Linked DNA regions of Mus musculus: regions 1, 3 and 4 are each linked to region 2. Evidence: chromatin contacts called from public HiChIP or PLAC-seq and promoter capture Hi-C data. All regions are on one chromosome and are shown on one strand. Each heading gives the region's core, a stretch centred on a gene start, on an enhancer-like site or on the middle of the called end of the contact. The rest is flanking DNA. Distances are from core to core; before and after follow the strand shown.

Region 1 (3,079 bases), core at 461-2,960, 550 kb before region 2:
CTCAGCCTGATATGTCATAGCTTACCCATCCCTGGTCCTCTCTGAAAAGGAGATCTAACTAGACCAGGACATTTCAGACTCCTGTGGTTGCCCCTCAAAAGAATAAACTGTAGAGAGACGCTTCTCTTGGCATGGATAGACTGGACCTGGGTAGATACGACAGACCCAGATTAGCAGCCACTAACTCTATAGTAGTACCTTTTAGGTCTGTGGTCCCAGAAGGATTTCCACCCCCAGGAAATCACATCACCAGAGGAAAGGGCAGACATTAAACATGGATGGTAAAGGTGGCCCAGGAAGGCTACATCTGGAGTCTGATATAGAAGTCTCCCAGCTAGGAGCTAGAAGCGGTGTCGTGAGTAAAAGGCCAGACACGAGTGTTTGAGAGTATGAGCCAGCAAGAATATTCTCTCTAGCCCTGGGCCCAGCACCCATCCCATAGCCCTCTGGTCAACAACACGGCTTCCTCATACTCTCCCTCCTGCCAACTCTGGGGTCCTGAGTGGCAGGCTGTGCAAACGGTGAATTTGAGGCATGGAAAGTCCAGGAGGGTGTAGAGATACTATCTGTAGATCAGGTGCAGAGCTCAGACCCAGGCCCCTCACTCCCAGCCCTAACAGGCTCACGAGAACTAAGTGGCTCAGAGGTGCTGGGTGACTCACTGAGGTACACCCAGCATTCCTAGTAGGGCCCAGCCTCCCTTCTCACCCCGGGTAGACTTGGTTCAAAAGCTGCAGGGTGAGGCCAAAAAAGTTAAGCTGGGTGCACAGGTGACTCAGCTATTGTCCTTGTGGCCATCTAAACAGTAGCTAGACCTTTCCCTTGCATTCTTGGCCTCTGTCCACACCAGATCGCTCCCAAGCAGGGTCACTGGGGCCTTCCCTGCCCTCACCCAGTTCTGGCCCCTCAGGCCCCTTAAGCCGCACCCTAGCATGGCACTCACTCTGGTATTTCCTGATCTGGAGTGGCATGGACCTTATTTCTGCTTTTCCTGGACTATGCTAGAGGCCCATTAATCAACCTACATGCCCGGTGGGCAGTGGAGAAAGTGCTCCAGGCAAGTGCACAAAACTGTCACACGGGCCCTCCAGTCTTCAGCCCCTTCTCTGCCTCTCTTGCCCTACATGCCTCCCAGTCTCCGCATTAGCTTTTCCCGACTGCATTAGTCAGTTCCAAACTACTCTGCTCCAACATTCGGACATCCGTCTAGGCTCCTCCCAGGCAGGCAACACCACCTTTTCGGCTTCTCTGTCAGCCCTTCCGCCCTGACCAGCCAGGTCACCTGCTCCTGGCAGCCTCTCTCCCTCTGGGTGATAAACTCGCACCTGGGTTCTGGCCTGGACGCAGGGCACGGTGCTCGCGCTCCGCACTGCTGCTAGGGGTTGGACCCCGCGCTGCGTTTAAACCGGAGCCGGGCGGCCACGGGACCGGGAGGAGGAAGCTGAGACCGAAGATGGAGGGCTCGTGACCATGGCAGCGGGAGGAGGAGAGAGCCCCCACCCGCAGCTGAGCTCGTGGGGCAGCGGACCCCGCCCACCGACGCGCGCTCTTACCTGCGCTTTGCGCCGCGGTGCCCCGAGTGGCCGCGCAGCTCCGCGCCGGGCCGCCCTTCCTCTCCGCGCCCCGCCCCGAGGTGTTGTTCGCGCGGGGGCGTCTCCGAGGAGGCGGGGCTCGGCCTCGGAATGTCCCCAAGCCAACAACTCTCTCCCAGAGCCTCTCCCGCCAGACTGCGAAAGCTCCCCTTCGGTCGGTCCGCGAGCTCCCCAGGATCGCACCCTGGCTGTCTTTCGCCTTTTACCTCCCTCTCCAGATCCGAGGACGGCAGGCAGTGCCTGGGGCCACCCCGATTTCCTTACCCACCAACTCTGCCCAGGCTGTAGCTCTGAAATCTTGCCGACCCCCTTTGGGTCACTGGGCACCCCCCCCCCCTCACCCTCACACACCCGCGAAGGAGCCCTGGGTAGATTCGGGAAACTTGTTGCTTAGAGCAGTTGGCCATGATGATCCGAAGACCCTGAACTGGGCATGCTTTGGTAGCAGCTACTGCTGTGTGTAACCTTGAAGGAGGCCCCCTGCATTCATTCCGGGTACAGCCTGAAGCTGGCCAGTTTCCTGTGCCAAAGCCTTCGACCTTGGAAAGAGCAGCGCAGTTCCAAACCAAAGTCTTGGAAGGAGGAGGGACCATGGTTCAAACCTGTAACAAAGAGGCCTGCTGTCCAGCTGCCGGGCTCCCTTTTGGCCAGCAAGCAAGTCACCCCTCCACCTGCAGTGGCACCCGGCCTCTAGGAGCTGCTGACTAGCCTGGCTGAGTTGCTTCTAAGCCTTCCAAGCCTGAGTACAGAGAGAAGCCTGGGGAGGAGACAGCTGTGAAAGAGCAAGGATAGTCCACCTGCCCCCTACCCAAGTTTTGGACAGCCTCCATGCATTCTGCCAGAGAGAAAAGAGACTTCTAAGAGTTTCTCAGAAGGGGCCTGCCAACTTCAGCATCCCTGGCTCCCTTGGGGTGCTTTCTGGTGAGCATTTAAGTTCTGCCAATCTGCCCTACAGTGGCAGGCTCCAAGTTTGTTGCCCAAGAACCCTACCGCGGTTGCTGCTCTTGTTCACTTCCCTGCTCCAATCTTGGTCTCTCCATCGTCAAGAACCCTCCCGAGCCTCTTCTTCCCTCTCCACTCGGCCAAAACATCTCCTTCCTTCCAGCCTTTTCTTTCTTTCTTGTAAATACTTTTTTAAAAGATAAATGTATTACAGGTTCTTTTTTTTTTTTTTCATGTATGATGTGTATGTATATCCATGCAGGAGTGTGTGAGTGTGTGAGTGTGTGTGTGTGTGTGTGTGTGTGTGATGTTTGGCTGTGTCTCCTCTGGTGCTTTTTTTTTTTTTTGAGACAGCCTCTCATAGGCCTTCACCTAACCACATAGACTAGACTGAGTGCCCAGTGAGTACCTGACTGTCCCTGCCTCCCTGTAATGGGATTACAATTGTCTGCCACCACACCTTGCTTTTTCACATGGGTTTTGGGGATCATGCCTACATGCAAGTACTGAACTGAGGTGACACCTCAACCCCAGCTTTGCTGCTT
Region 2 (2,800 bases), core at 251-2,750:
CTGGAGAGGTACTTCCCACCCGCCCCCCCCCCCCCACACACACAGTAACAAGAGAGTATTCAACAACAACGGAGTTTCAAGTAAGGGGAAGCCAGTTCTTGCTTTTCAACCTGACCAAAGAATGAGTGCCGAGCAGGAGCAGGAGCACACACATCTGCTATCCCACATATTCAGGAAACCGAGGCAGGAGGATGAAACTTTGTGGTCAGCCTGGGCAATGAAGCCCAACTCAAAATAAAAAGCCACAGGTGTTACTCAGTGGCAGACCAATGCCCTAGGCACACGTCCCCAAGTAACTTAATAATGAGTATAGGAATAATGTTTATACTTGTATTTCCTGTTGGTCGTTAAAAAAACAATACAAACAAAATATTTGCCAAGCAGAAACGCTGCAAATATATAAAAAGCCTTTAGATTTGAAATACATTAGCATATACTTCATAACATACAATCTTCACTTGAGCATCACACAGGTTACACCTAAAATGCATTCAGCACTAACTAGATACACTTGATCCTGACTCTAAGAAAAGCTTTAATGTTTAGCACACCTTGAGATGGCTGCACACTGCATAAGCAAACTCTACAAACGCACCCAAACGCATCATTAAAGACTGTTCCTATGTCGACTTCACAAGAATTACTACAAGATCATCATGAACTTATTTATTCATCGCTTCCGTCACCATAAGAGATAAATAAGCTAAACTAAGGAAGACTACCTCCAGGACCCCACTCCCACTCCCACCCCTCACCCGCCGCCACCTGTGGCTCACTGCCCTCCTCTTCATCGCCACCATCTGCACAACTTTCTGAGATGCAGTGTGGACCCGGGACTCGCTGCAGCTAGCGCTATCCCATTATAACCCTGATGCAACAAAACCACCTGGAAGTAAACATAAGCAACATAAGCGAGCAAAGTTTAGGTTTAAGCAACACATAAAACCAGAAACCGAGCACTCCCAGCAGAGAATCTACATGTTGCCTGGCTATCGGATCTTCGGAAAGAGGCAGGACTGAGTCACAGGGTCTAGCCCTCACCCAGACAACCCCAGACAACCCCAAAGCAGGATCCAGCGGCGAGCCTACCTGCCTGAGCTCACTCAGCCTGAACCCATCGCGACCCAGGCAGCTCGGCCCGGGCGGGGGCGCGGTCGGGAAGGGGGACGCGAGACCGTCCGGCCCCCAGCTCCAGACTGCGGTCTCCGGAGCCGCGCCTCGGGCTGCTGGACAGCGCCCACGCCCGCGCGCCCCTGCCCGGGCTCGCCCGCATCCCGGAACTCCCGGGCACGAGCGGCGCGAGGCCGGCGCCGGGGCCCAGCCGCACCGTGCAGACGCGCGCTGAGGTACCTGTGGCAGCGAGGCAGCTCCCGGGCGGCGGCGACCGAGCGGCGGAGAACGGCCTGCGCGCTCCTGGCCCGCGGTCCGGTGTTTGGAGCCCGCCCTCTCCCTCCCGGCCGCCCGGCGCCCGCGCAGCTCCCCGCCCCTTCACCTCTCAACTCCTACCTTTCCCCTCCCGCTCCGCCGCCCTCCACACGTGCTCCCGGCGGCGTGCGCATGCGTAGTCTGGCACTGCCAACGGCTCGGGTTCGCCCCCTGGTGGTCCCCTGCCACACAACTGCGAGAGGAAGTACTGGAGTTGCCTGTGGCCTGGAAAAAGGTGGCTAGTAGCACTTCAGAGTTTTGACAGCATCACTGTCCTGGGAAGTGATTGAGAACATGCACAAGAGCTCGTGTTCCATGCTTTATAGTGCCAAAGGATTAGAAGCGGGGCTGGGTGTATGGCTCAGTGGTAGAGAGCTTGCCTGAGACGCTAGGGGCCCTGGGTTTGATCCACAGCAGCATCAAAAAGAAAAACAAACCAGGGAATTAGAAGCAACTGAGCTAAATAGCAAGTGTATTCAGTTGATGAACTAGGTATAGGAGCCTCCAACACCAAGGATGTTAAATGAGCACTTATAATGAAAGCTAGTTCAAAACCAAGCTGGTGTTAGGATTCCATTTTTGTTAAAAATACAATGCATAGGGTAAAGTGGAAGATATATACTCAGTGTTTATTCCCACGTAGAGGAACTATGGGTGTCTGAGTCTCTTCCACCTTCTGAACTGCCACCAGTCGACTTGCACATGTAACGGATTATGCTGAGTGACTGCTCTGGTAAATGCTGAGTTAAGCATATGGTGTGTGTTCTCTCATTTGGCCTTGGGGAAAGTGAGGTTCCAGACACTCAGCAACAGCACCAACCCTGGTTGCTATGTTTCCATTTGTCCTCAGGCCTGCCTGTGGAGAGATCTCAACCACACTACCAATGTCTTGACTCTCTGAGTGTCACAGGTCAGAGTGGCCACCTGCCCCCATCTTGCTACCTTAAACATACTTCTTTCGTGTCACTCTTGCTCACCCCCAAGGCATACTAAGGTAGAACAGACCCTGTACCTGCCCTCAAGGGCACCAGTGGTGGGGGAAGAGAAAATATAAGTATAGTCACCGTGCAAAACAAATCAGAGGTGGCCACTTCAGCCTTTGGAATAGGGTTATTCTATAAAGCAGGTTTCTGGTAGAGATGTAACTCAGTTGATATACTGCTTGCCCAGCCTTGAATATGAGCCTTAACCCCCAGCAAACTGGCAGTGGTGGTGAAAGACTCCCCAGAGGAGCCTCTCGCTCAGGCCTCAGGATAATAGCAGACACCCAAGAACTCACGATAGACCAAGCTTGATGCAAACCACATGAGGCTTTATTCGGGGAAAGCCAGAGCTCTGGGGATGACTCATATCCCACGCAGGGTTAGAGGAGTCG
Region 3 (2,845 bases), core at 9-2,508, 520 kb before region 2:
CCTACACTGATAAATTGTCTAAATGAGATTGGCCTATGGGTAATTCGTTGGGGGCGGGGTGAGGGTTGTCTTGATTATTAATTATGCTGGATGGCACAGCCCTCTGTGGAGTGGCACTATCCCTAGGCAGGTGGGCCTGGGCTATATGAGAAATCAAGCTAAGCACGGTCCCGTGAGTGAGTGTGACAGCAAGCAGCCCTCCTCCATAGTTTCTGCTCCAGGTTCTCACCCTGGCTTTCCTCAGTGATGGACTGTGACCTGGAAACTTAAGGAAAATAAAGTCCCCACCCCCAAGTGGCTCTATCACACCAAACAGCAAGAAAATTAAAACACCAGGTGTGCTCTGCAGACCCCACAAGAAGTCTCACACAGGCCTCTTGGAGTTACACTGTGGGTTCCCGGATGGAAACCTGAGACAGGGGCAAGCTAGATCAAAGGAGGACCTGCAGTGGCCAGAGAGGCATCTGGCCAGCAGCCAGCTCTGAGTACCCCGACAGCACCCCCAAACTCAGCATTTCCAGCACGAGCTTTGACTTTCCTCAGCCTGCCCCCATCACCAGGATGGAAGGCCCATAAGCAAAGGACCCTGAAGGCAGGCCCAAGGCCTGGCCCACCCCACATGCTCAATAAACACTTGTACAGGGACGTTCCCTTCTGCTTTTCCTTCTATCTACTCTTCCTTTGGGTCCTTGATACCTCGACCCTTTGACCCTAGAGATCAAAAAATCCGTCAGAATTCCCTGACCTCCCCTGCCCAGTACTCACAGGGGAGGTTGCTGGAATGAACCGTCTTAAGAACGGACCCAGTAGTGTCCATCATGCCGAGAGTCCCCACCGTTTTCAGTGGAGCCATGGTCTGTGAGTTCGGTGGAGCCGTCGTGGTCTGGTTAGTCTGGGCTTGCCGAGGAAGGCGAAGCCTGCCTGAGGGACAGATGCCTCTGGAGCCACAGGAGACCCCGGGTCCGGTCGGGACGGTGGTGGACAGCGTCCCCGGGGATGCTCCTGCGGCCAAGTAGCCTGTGGAAGGTCTCCAGCGAGTCAGAGGTGGCCGCGGGTGGGCGTGCCGGGGAGGGCGTCGGGGGCGGATGCGCTCACCTGCCGGCCGCCGAGGCAGGAGCAGCAGCAGCAGCAGCAACAGCAGGAGAAGGGCGCGGGAGCGGGAGCGGGAAGCCCCAGGCACACGGGGACCCTGAGGGCCCTGCCCACGGACCTCTGCCCCGCACCAGGGCTCCATTGCGCCGCTAGGTTCCTCCACAATGGCGCCCTCCATCGGGCGCCTCATGGTGCGCTGGTGCCCAGCCTGCGTGGCGCCCCCTAGATGCCATTCGCTGGGGCGCTCCCGCTAAAGGCGCGCAAGGAGTGTCTGCCTTGTGTCTTTCCTCAGACTCCTGGGCCCTTTCTCTGGGTCCCTATGCCTCGCCTCAGCTAATTTCTAAGCTTCCGTGCTTTCTCCACCAGCAGCCGCAGCAGCGAGAGGAAGGCCATCCCCGACGTGTCGATACCCCTACCCTCCTCTGCCGGCATCCATGCCTTCCTCCTTGAATGCTAACAGCGCAGGCCGTTGTCTCAGGGCACTGATGAAGCAAAGTAATGTGTTCGTTAGGCTGGTCTCGAACTCACAGCAATTCTACCTTGGCCTCCCAAGTGCTGGGAAATAGGTATGAGTCGCCAAGCTTGGCTTCAATGACAATTTTTAAAGGCTGAAATATTTGAAGCAATGTGCTCTCTAGAGCCACTTACTCGCAGTGGGAGCCATAAGGGAGAAGTGCAGTGTCCATCGGTCAACGGTGAGAATAGGAGTTCACTATGTTTGGGCTTTTGAGGAACATGTTAATGACTCAGCAACATAGTTAATAACATTTAAAAAGTAATGTACTCAACTCCTGGGAGCCTTGGTGCAAGGAATTGTATATTTTTAGCTTAAGAGACAAAGTCTGTTCTTATCAAGGTCTTGGTTCTTGGGAGAGACACCTGAGCAGACGATTTCATGTTCCTATCTGGGAGAACAAAAGCAATCACTGCTGCCACATTTCTGCTTCCTGGTGGAGGAAGGGGAACTGTCGCTCTTAGCCAGCAGACCCGAGGTCACTGATGGAGTCACTGAAGCACACCAGGAGGCCCGGATACAGTCACTTCACAATCTCCAAGCAGGGACCTACATCACTCACCCCTGCCAGCAACAGAGGAGGAACTGGCTGGGATCAGGAACCCCCCCCCCCCTCAGGGGAAAGTTAGGGGTTGGCAGAGACATGAAGGCAGCAGAACACAGATGGTAGAGTCAAGTCTCTCATCTGACCTTAGGAAGTCTCCTAGAAGGAAGTTAGTTCTTACAGGAAGACACAGGGAGGGGGCCTTGGGAATATGGGAGCCACTGAACTGCTAGGTTCACAGAGCAGGGACTTCAAGTCCCAGTCAGCAAGAGTGAAAGCTACAGGCTGGATAGCTGTACCAGTGGTTAAAAGTGTGTGCTGCTCTTTCAGAAGACCTGAGTTTGATTCCCAGGAGCCACACCTGATGGCCCATAACCACTTGCTACTCCAGCTCTAGGGGAAATCTGCCACTCTTGCCCCCATGCACGCACATAAATGTAATTTTTAAAAAAAAAAAAAAAAAGAGGAAATTCTAAGGGAAACAAGGGAACAACCTCCAGGATCGCACAACGCACCTCTGACAGACGTGGAGTAAGAATATCAGAGAAGGCACAGCTTGAGAAACAGTCAAGTTTTATGAGGGAGGTGCTCTAAAGGGTTTTGGTCAAAGTCAAGAACATGGTAACTTCAGATGGCTCAAAAAGGTTCAAGAGCATCTTCATTGAACAACTGGGGAACAAAACCCACAGTGGGTC
Region 4 (2,931 bases), core at 189-2,688, 720 kb before region 2:
TGCACACATGTGTATGTACATGTGAATGCACATGTATGTGCACATGTGTGTGCATGCATATGTGTGCACATGTATATATGTGTGTGCATGTGTGTGAGTATATATGTGTGTGTCTCAGAGAGAGAGGGAGAGAGAGAGAGAGAGAGAGAGAGAGAGAGACTGATAAGATGAGAAAGGAGGCCATGATGGGGGAGGAAGGGATCTTAGGCAAAGAACAAGAGAAAAGTTATGATGGGATACATGTGACATGAAAGCAGAAGGAGAAACAGTCATGGGGTAGAAAGATGACCAACAAGAAGGGGCAGGGAAAGGGTTAGGGATGAATAAGAACAACGAATAGTGGCACATATGCATGAATATGCCATAATGAAATACTTTCTTTTGTATGCTAATTTGGAAAAAAAATAATCCTATGGCCTGAATGTGGACAGGCAAATGCTGGGAATCAGACCAAAATCAAGCAATACTGGAAGTTAGGGCCACACGACGAGAGAAGTCGGAGCGATCTTGAATTTACAGACCTGTCCTTTTCCTGGAGAGATTTTAGTTTACCATCAGGGTGTAACACAAAGCACAGAAAGCATATAGGGGACCGACTACCACCTCCACCCCTTACGCATCTAATGAGCACTGTGAATGCTTGTGAGTCTGCCTCCTGTCTAGGACTGAACTATGAACCACTTCCCTTACTCACAGGCCAGGTGTCATGGTGTGGCTCCGGGACATCTAGCTGCAGAAGGGAGAGATCTCAGGAGGCTGACAGCTCAGGGGACCCTGGACTGTAGCCATGTCCACGGGTAGACAGGGCATCCTGGGACCTGGAGATTCCCACTCATGCATAGATACCCCCTACTGGGGGAGGAGAGACCTTATTAGGAAGTGCCTCCGTTCTGGGTTCTCCCTGCTCCAGGGTGAGTTTCATTTTCTGTCCTAGCTTCCAGGATGCTCGGGGCTTAATGTTCACTCATGTTTATCTGGGCTCTTTTCTTTCTGTTTTCTTATTGGTCTCTTCATTACCTATTTCTGTTTTTATAGTTACACTTTCCGTTTCACATGCTGATAATGCAAAGGATGTGCCTAAATCACAGACATCACCTAGTCCCCAGATTAGGTCAGCCATAGCTACACAGAGTCGTGGGCCTGAGGGCAGTTTACACATGCTTCCCGCCCCTCCCCCCCAACTCTTTGAAGTTCTTCTTCTTCTTCTTGAAATACCCATCTTTAACCAGCATCCTTCTCCTCCCGCCCACTCCCTTCCACTCCAAGACCAGGCAACTGTCCAATTCCTTTCTTCATCCCCATTCTCCATTGGAAACCAAGTCTCCCCTCCTCACAGTCCACCTGACCGTGTCCCACACGTCCTCACACAGGACTTTCCCCCGGGGCTTCCCCTGAGCGGGGTCAGCTACATCAAGTGTCCCAGCATCAACTGCTTCCTTCCAGCTGCTTGCAACACTCTTTGCTTTCTGACGTAGGAATGCTCACACCAGACTTGCATTTAGCAGCGCTCCTTTTCTGTCCAGCTCTGTCCCCAACCTCCTTCCCGACTGATACCACTTGCTTCCATGTTCTCTGGTGAGTATGGACACGTTTGTACTCTGGAAACTGTTATCTACTCAGGGAACTTATGTCAGAAGCCAGGGGGTGGGGTGGTGCGTCTCGGCTTCTGACATCACACTCTGATTATCACTGGAAGCAGGCGTGGGTTAGTGTCCTTATCCGAGGCAGCCTGGAGGACAGCTGGCTAAGAGGTACAGAGAAGTCAAACTTGGGATACCGGGAGAGGGAGAGATGAAAACAACTTCTCAATTTCTCTGCGGCTGACAGAAGCTCCTGAGAGAGGCTTTCAGAACTTGATTCCAGCTGGCCCGTGAAAGCTGTGTCTGGACGGGAGAGCCTCAGAGGAATAAACAGTGCCTTCTCTGGCTTCTCCGGGTCATGACCAGTCTGTTCAGAAGGAAGTGGTGTTTCTCTGACCCCACTGTTCCCACAGCCCCCTGGATGGTAGATCATGGGGCTGCACCCTTCCCCACCCTTGGGAACTCAGTCAAACGGTTATCTTTATCTCGCCAGCTTGTCCTCGTGCTTGACCAGCGCAGTTTCACTTTTGCAAACATCTGTTTATATCCCTTGAGAGAAAAAATATCAAGCAACCTGCCTCAAACGACGCTGTTTTGTCCGGTGAGCAAGGTAAGAAACTGTTTTAAACATCTGGGAAGTAGGCGGGCACCAACTTCTGAAGCTTAAGCCAGTCTCTGGTTGTTTTTAACTCTTTGTTTTCTTAGATCCTATCTCCCACGTAGAGTCTCGTTTCAACCAAAGAACTTAAGTGGCTTTAACGTCCCTGACTCTTTCTGTACCAGGCAGTTTCTGTCACATTAGCAGCGTGGTCCCTGGGTGCTTAATGAGGAGATTTGAGTACGGCCGCCCACGCTGGGGTGGGGGGTGGGGGCATAGTTACTTTCAGTCTTTGGCTGTCGGATGGAGGGGAATCATGACCTCTGGTTTCCCCACAGGACAGCCTCCGATGGATAACTACACAGTGGCCCCGGACGATGAATATGATGTCCTAATCTTAGACGACTACCTGGACAACAGTGGGCCGGACCAAGTTCCGGCCCCCGAGTTCCTCTCCCCCCAGCAGGTGCTGCAGTTCTGCTGCGCGGTGTTTGCGGTGGGTCTCTTGGACAACGTGCTGGCGGTGTTTATCTTGGTGAAATACAAAGGACTCAAGAATCTGGGGAACATCTACTTCCTAAACCTGGCACTTTCAAACCTGTGTTTCCTGCTTCCCCTGCCGTTCTGGGCCCATACTGCAGCACACGGGGAAAGCCCTGGCAATGGGACCTGTAAAGTTCTTGTCGGACTCCACTCCTCGGGCTTATACAGCGAGGTGTTTTCCAACATCCTCCTCCTTGTGCAAGGATACAG

What was found. Promoter capture Hi-C pulls out the DNA fragments that hold promoters and counts their contacts. HiChIP or PLAC-seq counts read pairs in DNA pulled down with a chosen protein or histone mark. Capture Hi-C pulls out chosen DNA fragments and counts their contacts.
Region 1: a contact with region 2 is called in a promoter capture Hi-C map of adipose tissue, with 3 times the contacts expected there. The contact joins the promoter of Tmie here to the promoter of Scap in region 2. A contact is called at or near these places in 8 of 39 promoter capture datasets (the 3T3-L1 cell line, cranial neural crest, hippocampal neurons and 3 more), 3 of 484 Hi-C or Micro-C datasets (the HL-1 cell line, cerebral cortex and liver), 6 of 115 datasets of contacts at active chromatin or transcription factors (astrocytes, embryonic stem cells, large pre-B cells and 3 more) and 3 of 9 other capture datasets (adipose tissue, embryonic stem cells and liver).
Region 3: a contact with region 2 is called in a promoter capture Hi-C map of liver, with 2.0 times the contacts expected there. The contact joins the promoter of Prss50 here to the promoter of Scap in region 2. A contact is called at or near these places in 8 of 39 promoter capture datasets (the 3T3-L1 cell line, cranial neural crest, embryonic stem cells and 4 more), 2 of 484 Hi-C or Micro-C datasets (the HL-1 cell line and cerebral cortex), 1 of 115 datasets of contacts at active chromatin or transcription factors (large pre-B cells) and 4 of 9 other capture datasets (adipose tissue, embryonic stem cells, liver and 1 more).
Region 4: an H3K27ac HiChIP or PLAC-seq map of bone marrow-derived dendritic cells shows a contact between it and region 2, with 4 times the contacts expected there. The contact joins the promoter of Ccrl2 here to the promoter of Scap in region 2.

What each region holds. Positions count from the first base shown.
Region 1 is chr9:110,878,704-110,881,782 of GRCm38.p6, reverse strand. It overlaps Tmie (transmembrane inner ear), which reads left to right and starts at 1,710. Exons shown (of 6, transcript NM_146260.3): 1 at 1,710-2,513. Als2cl (ALS2 C-terminal like) reads right to left here and starts at 1,609. Exons shown (of 27, transcript NM_001146059.1): 1 at 1,554-1,609.
Region 2 is chr9:110,332,056-110,334,855 of GRCm38.p6, reverse strand. Scap (SREBF chaperone) reads right to left here and starts at 1,500. Exons shown (of 23, transcript NM_001001144.3): 1 at 1,351-1,500.
Region 3 is chr9:110,856,380-110,859,224 of GRCm38.p6, reverse strand. It overlaps Prss50 (protease, serine 50), which reads right to left and starts at 1,258. Exons shown (of 5, transcript NM_146227.4): 1 at 766-1,258. The coding sequence starts at 1,234. Prss46 (protease, serine 46) reads right to left here. Exons shown (of 5, transcript NM_183103.2): 5 at 2,703-2,845.
Region 4 is chr9:111,056,025-111,058,955 of GRCm38.p6, reverse strand. Ccrl2 (chemokine (C-C motif) receptor-like 2) reads left to right here and starts at 1,438. Exons shown (of 3, transcript NM_001302376.1): 1 at 1,438-1,575; 2 at 2,074-2,190; 3 at 2,517-2,931. The coding sequence starts at 2,528.